Regions from separate parts of the Mus musculus genome. Here region 2 is linked to region 1. The links are chromatin contacts, called in public Hi-C maps. All regions are on one chromosome and are shown on one strand. Each heading gives the region's core, a stretch centred on a gene start, on an enhancer-like site or on the middle of the called end of the contact. The rest is flanking DNA. Distances are from core to core; before and after follow the strand shown.

What was found. Hi-C and Micro-C count contacts between places; a contact is called where the count stands out from the background.
Region 2: a Hi-C map of muscle stem cells shows a contact between it and region 1, with 2.6 times the contacts expected there. The contact joins the enhancer-like site here to the promoter of En1 in region 1. A contact is called at or near these places in 2 of 39 promoter capture datasets (the 3T3-L1 cell line and liver), 6 of 484 Hi-C or Micro-C datasets (the C2C12 cell line, brown adipocytes, cerebellar granule neurons and 3 more) and 2 of 115 datasets of contacts at active chromatin or transcription factors (neural progenitor cells and pancreatic cancer cells).

Annotation. Positions count from the first base shown.
Region 1 is chr1:120,601,028-120,604,454 of GRCm38.p6, reverse strand. En1 (engrailed 1) reads right to left here and starts at 1,968. Exons shown (of 2, transcript NM_010133.2): 1 at 534-1,968. The coding sequence starts at 1,422.
Region 2 is chr1:120,830,586-120,833,865 of GRCm38.p6, reverse strand. All of the region lies in intron 1 of Gm29345 (a long non-coding RNA gene), which reads right to left. Among named protein-coding and RNA genes, the nearest start is that of Gm34584, 25 kb to the left of the region's middle. Within about 2 kb of position 1,710, at least 3 of the 459 cell types and tissues checked have an H3K27ac peak or open chromatin away from gene starts, as enhancers often do. A contact at or near this core is called in muscle stem cells, where this site is marked.

The DNA.
Region 1 (3,427 bases), core at 719-3,218:
TCTTTTCTGTCTCTCCCATATCTGTTTTTATGCAAATGGACTCTCCACAGTATAATATCCATAGTGTTTGTTTAAAACACACGGCAAAGAATATTTCTCCGGTTCATCTCCCTGGCTAAAGACAGTTCTGGACAGGACTACGGTGGTAGACGCAGAACCAAGTCACTAACTAGGCCTATCTTCCCGCCAGCTCAAAGCGCCCTTTCCCTACTAAATAGATCAATGAGTAATTAGATATCTTTCTTCGAGATAATAAAATAAAATACAAAAATGACCTCAGGGCTCAGAGTTCGTAAAATCAAAGGACAAAAACTGGAGCCTCCTGTGCGTGCCAATAGCTGTAACTTCCTTGGTCGAATAGGCCAACATGGCAGGGCAGAATCGAGCACAGGATCGGTTGTGACTAGGACCCGGGGCAAGAGAAATAAAACGTGAAGCTGATGGAGCTTCAAACTGGACTCTCCCGGGCGTGACGGCTTGAAATTCTAGAGCATGGCCTGGACACATATGCACATCCCGGCTCGGGTACTCACCAGAGGACGGACGGTCCGAATAGCGTGTGCAGTAGACCCAGGCGGGCCACACTAGGGGTTGCTGTGAGTCAGTCTTGACCACCGGCCCACCGTTAGCCGAACCCATGAGTAGGATCGCAGGGTTGTGTTCCGGGAACTTGGCGCCCTGCGCCCCGGGACTCCCCGCGTTGCCTCCACTACCACCGCCACTGTCCGAGGGCTTCGAGGCTGCTGCCGCCGCTGCCGCCACTGCCGCTGCAGCCGCTGCTGCGGCCGCGGCCGCCGCAGCAGCCGGGTTCCCGGCTTTGGATGCGCCGGCGCTGACAGCGGTGGCGGGCTGGGAGCCGTCGGGTGGGCCACAGTTCGCATCTGGAGCACACAAGAGCGAGGCAGCCCCCGAAGCTCGTGTGCCCAGAGAGTGAACGGGGTCTCTACCTGCACCAGTCTGGCCTCGGTCACGCTCCACGCGGCTTCCTCCTCCTGCTGCTGCGCCTCCTCCGGCTGCAGCCGAAGCCACCAGGAGCTGAGGCAGGGGCTGTTCCTTTTTGCAACCGAAATCGGGCCTTAGGATGTTATCGATGAAAAAGTTGGTGGTGCGGTGCAGCTGGGCCGCGGGCTGCGGCTGGTGAGCAGGCGCCGCGAGATGCTGCGGTGGCGGCGGCGGCGGCGGCGGCGGGGGCGGGGGATGCGGGGGGAGGTGCGGGTGATGGGCCAGGGGCGGCAGACAGGGTGCCGCAGGAGGCGACGGGGGCGCTGGCTGCGGGGACACCGGCACGCTGTCTCCATCGCTGCCGCTGCTGCCGCTGGCTCCTGGGCTCAGACTCAGACTGAGGCCGCTCGGGGCCGCCGCTGCCACCGCGCCGAGGCCCGAGTCGCGCTGACTTTTAGGCTCCGGCTGCTGTTCTTCCATGCTCGGCCGCCCGGCAGCCCTGGCCGCGGCGCCGGCCCCCGCCCCCCGCGCCTCGCTCCCCACCCCACTTTGCCAGCGGGCCCGTGGGGGTGCGCGGAGAGGAAGAAGGCAAAGCGAAGCCTCAGCGAAGGCACAGGGCGGATGCAGGCGGAAAAAAGAAAGGCGAGCGTCTGGCCTGGCTCTCGCCCGCTCTGGTGGAGCAAATCTCGCTCTCTCCCTCTCTCTAATTTGTAGACATCCAGATACAGTGAAGACACTTGGCTATTATTTTCTTTTCTTTTTCTTTCTTTCTTTTTTTTCTTTCAGCAACAAGATTTCAGTGATTGGTCTTAATGGGGGGATAAGCCACGGCTCAGAAAAAAAAAAAAAGAGGGGAGAAAAAAAAAGAGAAAAAGGAATTTTTTTTAAAGCTCCGAGACTTTTTCCTTAAAGGGAAAAAAATAATCTTTAAAGTCTAGCCATCTTCCTAGGCAGTAGAGGGGTTTGACTTCCCCAGTGTCACGCTCAGCTGTGCCCAGAGAGCGAGGCTGGCAGCGCCTTTAATCGTCTTTGCTTTTTTGCAGGGAGAGCGCGTCTCCGCCAGTGCCGGGCTCCCTTTTCCCCCCTGAAATCTCTGACAGCTCGGATCTTTGCACAAACTCTCTCGCTTAAAAAAAAAAAAAATCACCCAGGCACACTTTTTGCCTTCAAACCGGAAGCACGTGAGTCAGGGCCGCACGTGTGTGAGACCAATGGCGAGCCAGAACTCGCGCTGACACTCAGGGTTCGGCCCAATGGGCGCGCGCGGGACTTTGCGGATAAATAATCCGGGGGCGGCGGCCGTGGGTGGAGAGGGGGTGCAGAGGCTCAGGCCCCGTACGTCCGGCCTGCCCTGCCCCCATTTGTGCCCACGCCCCTCCCCCCTTCAGATCCGGACTGAAGAGGGCATGAAGAGATCCGAGAAAGCTAGAATTTGGGATGTAGACAGATAAGAGAAGCAAGTCCACAACTTGTTGGAGAAATACAGGACTATGGGTTCGTGTGTGCTGGGAACAACGAGAAGCGGCAGGGATTTGGGATACCATACACCCCCCTCCCCATCCCCGGTCGCCGATTTAGTTTATATTCTTATATTCCCACGTTCTCTCTCTGTCTCCCCCCCCCCTCTCTCTCTCTCTCTCTCTCTCTCTGTGTGTGTGTGTGTGTGTGTGTGTGTGTGTGTGTGTGTGTGTGTGTGTGTGAAAAACCAAGAGATCGGGCATGAGCGAAAGACTTAGGGCTAGCTACCTTCAGAGGTGTCGTTTGTTTCCCACTAATGGCAAACCCAAGAGGCCTGCTACACCTTGCTGGCACTGTTGGTTTGTGTCAGTGGCTAGCCACACTGTCGCTGAGAGATTCGTAACTATGCCCTTCCCTGTCTGGATCACCAACACCCACAAGCTGTCCGGACGCTGTGGAGCCACGTCCAGAGGCCATAGAAGAGCCCTAGTGCATTCTGCCCTTTTCTTCCTTGGCTAAGGGAAATCCGGATTGCCCTAGCCCGGTAGAGTTGTCTCAGAAGAGCACCTAAGCCAGGCGACATGATGTGCCTCCTTGCAAGGCCTAGGTTTGGGTTTCAACTTCAGTGAAACCTCTGTGTTAGATTTCCCTGCAAAGTAAAAATCAGAACAATAAAACTACCGCGCTTCAAATGTTTGCCTTGGCCGGCTGAAGATTCAACAACGGGTTACCCTAATTCTAAGCTGAATTCGCTGGAATTGCTGCCCACTCCTGGGCATCTTGGGGTGGGGCCCTGAGCACTTTCGCCTCCAGTCGCTTCCACGCTGCTGTATTCTGGGCATTTCCTCTTTTCCCGAGTGAAATACCTCAAAAGTTTTTCCTCAACCCAGGTTAGAGAGTGAAGGGTGATGCTGGACGCCGGAGAGATTTCCTGGAGAGCTGTTTTGGAGGGTCGGGTACGAATAGACTGTTGAAGCCTTCAGTCCAAGAAAGCCTTCCACAGAGGAGGCCTTTCCCACCCAATGTC
Region 2 (3,280 bases), core at 461-2,960, 230 kb before region 1:
GCAGTAGGCAGCTGGGCACATGGCATCTTTAATCAGGAAGCAGAGGGTGGTGGATGATGGTGCTCAGCTCTCTTCACTTATACAGCCAGGGATCCCATCCAGAGAATGGTGCCACCCATAGTGGGCAGGTATTCCCACAAGAAGTAATGCAGGCAAGACAAATCCCCCTACAGGCATGTCCAGAGGACCATCTCCTGGGTAATTCTAGATTTGGTCAAGGTGACAATTAGCACTAACCATCACATTCATCTATTTCCATGAACTAGAAGTTGTCACTGAGTGACAAAGAAATGATAAAGCTATGCACTTAGCTTTGTGTGTGAATGGAAGAATAGATTCTATGTGATCATACTCAGAATGAAATGATACATTTCGCCTTAAAATATCTATCTGAAGTTTTGCAATAAGTCATGGACACAAGAGCTAATGTTTTTTTTTTTTACAACCATTCTCAGTTCATGTGCCATGATAGCCAAAGTCTAACAATGTTTCTGGGACTTGGTATCATTTATCTGAATTGTGGCAACTGAGAATTGTGTGTTTTAGAACTGTGCAAAGGAAATGGTGTTATGTAGAAGACCTCAGGAACAGAGAAACTGTGTTAACAAGTGCTGATACTTGCTCTTGAGTTTACAAGACTCCAGTGGATAAAGCACTTGCTCTGCAAGCATGAGGACCTGAATTTGAACTTCAGAATCCATGTAAAGAATGCCAGGCATGGCGACAAATCCCAGTGTTGGGGCAGGGGGATGGGGGTGGGGGATAAAAAGTAGAAGATTTCTGAGGCTCATTGATCATTGAATTATTCTACTTACCTACTTACAGAGAGAGATGGGAGGAGGAGGAAGAGGAGAAGGAAGGGAGGAAGGGAGGAAGGGAGGAAGGGAGGAAGGGAGGAAGGGAGGAAGGGAGGAAGGGAGGAAGGGAGGAAGGGAGGAAGGGAGGAAGGGAGGAAGGGAGGAAGGGAACTGTGAGGATGGTGGGCTGGCAGACACCATAGGTGCTATACTATCGTCATAACACCATCCATCCATGTTAAAACACTGTACCCTAAACTAATAAGATAAAGCTTTGGCACAATAGATTCCACCACACATCCATCACAACTGTCTATGTACATTCTTCCTTGCCTCTAGAGAGACGGTCCATCAAGTTCCCTTCTGCCCTGGAGAAGTATTATGAATTCCCTCATCCAGCTGATCTTCAGGGAAACCAAGTATATTCTTGGCCCTGAAATCTGTAGCTAGCATCTGCTCACACCTGCATCAGAGCTACCATATTATCCGGTTTTCAATTCAATCACACAATGAGTTTGTCCACTGGCCATGACAGCCCATAAGTGCCCCCCCCCCCCCGCCTTGAGCTCAGGCAACCAGAGATTCTGGGGTGCTTCCTGCCCTAACCCTTGTCCGCCACAGGTATGTAGCTAGAATGAAGTAAAAGATAAGCACCTTTAGAAAAAACACAGAACTCACCCTATTTAGGAGGTCAGGAGAACAAAACAGAGAGGATTCTTATTCTGGAGCCTGGACCCACTCGACCTGACCCCTCCTCCCCTCCAGCCTTTTACAGGGTCTTAGATAATCTGGCTAGACCTTTAGCAGTACATAAATGCCAATGCATTCTTGTGGGGCCACTATCTTGGATAGACATGGTCATGGCTACTCTGTGAATGCTTGCTACAGGCTGAGAGAACTGACTCTTTCCCCAAGAATGTACTGGAAACTGGGGGTTGTTTCTGAAGCCAAATAATAGAAGGTCAAAGGCTCTAGATGAAGCATGGAGAGAAAAAATTTCACAAGCCAAGATGGGAACTTTGTTCTCCACACATACCTCAACTTTAAACTATTGCACCTGGCCCTAACTGCATGGTGTTTGGATGAGATAGATCAGACAATAGAGCAGAATAATTTCAGGGATGTGGAATATCTTTTCCTCCTATCCTGTCTATCATGTGGGTTTCTTCCACGTTACAATAGATCTATTCTTGCCCAAGCTGATATTGATTTTCTCTTTTCTTATTGTTAGAGGAGCTGGGTTGGGGGAGGTTTGGGGTATGCTTATGTCTGGATCGCCACCCAAGTATTTTCTTCTCACTATCCCTGGCAACCTCCTACCTAAGCGCCTGCCAATCACAAGAAATGTCTTCTGAGTTCTTGCCAGTTTGCAAACACATCTGCTTTTACTATTTGACAGAGCATGGGGCTGGATGATGGTATGTGATTGGCCTCAAAGGACTTATCACATTTGATCCATTGTGTGTCAGCCTGGGGATCCCCTCCCTTCATGTACCCCCAAGTTTGGTGTTTTAACCATGTGCCTGGTCTATTGTTGTCTTTCTTGTTCCAAGATGAGATCTTTTGGGATGAGCTTCATCAGGTCTCACACTCTTGGTCTCATACTAAATATGCGAAGTTACTGGATTTTTGCCTTTACTCATCTTCTGGGCTTGAAGGGAAGAGACCCCTGATTTACACACCATCTCCTGTCTTGTGCTTGGTTTGGGCCAACATTCCTCAGAGCTGTGTCCACATGTGTATTTAGCTGGCCAAATGTTCAGCCAAACAGTCAGTGGTAGAGATTCTGGTATCCAGCGAACCCAGCTGTTCAGTGGCCTAGAATGTCATCCCTCCCCCTCTACCCAGAAGGGTCTTTCTCAACCCCATGCTCCTTCCCAGACCCAGGCTCATCAGCCAGGAGGTCTCACTGACCCTTGTTGCATCCCTACTGAATGACCAACATCCTCTCCCCACTGAGTTACACATCCTCCTGCCTGGCTGCCTTCCACCTTTCTGCTGATCTTTCCTACAGCACAAAGAAATGGCCAATCAGGGTTTGAATTCTCGTCACACATTGTCTCAGTTGGATGGAGCTACCATAGCCCTAAGCCCATGCTCAAGGTGTCAGTGACCATCTCCCTGCCTTGTGCTTGGCCAACCTCCGCCATATGCCTTTCCAAGGGTATTGCTCTGTGTGCCATGTCCGTCTGCCTCTTCTTCCTGTAAGGGTGCTAGCCTTATTGGATTAAGACTATGATATAGGACTTTGTGTCAGGCCAAGGACACTTTCCTTTCTTGCAACCATCCCCATGTTTTGTGCACAACAGCATTACAGCTGGACCATTGTCAGATCCCTTTGCCTTAGTAACCTTGTCTCAAATACAGTCACATTTGGAGATTCTGAGGGTAGGGATGTTTTTATTAAGCTGTGGTGTGTATTGGTATTTGTACAGGTGCCTGTGTGTGCACATGCACGTGGAAGCCAGAGCTAACCTCAGTTG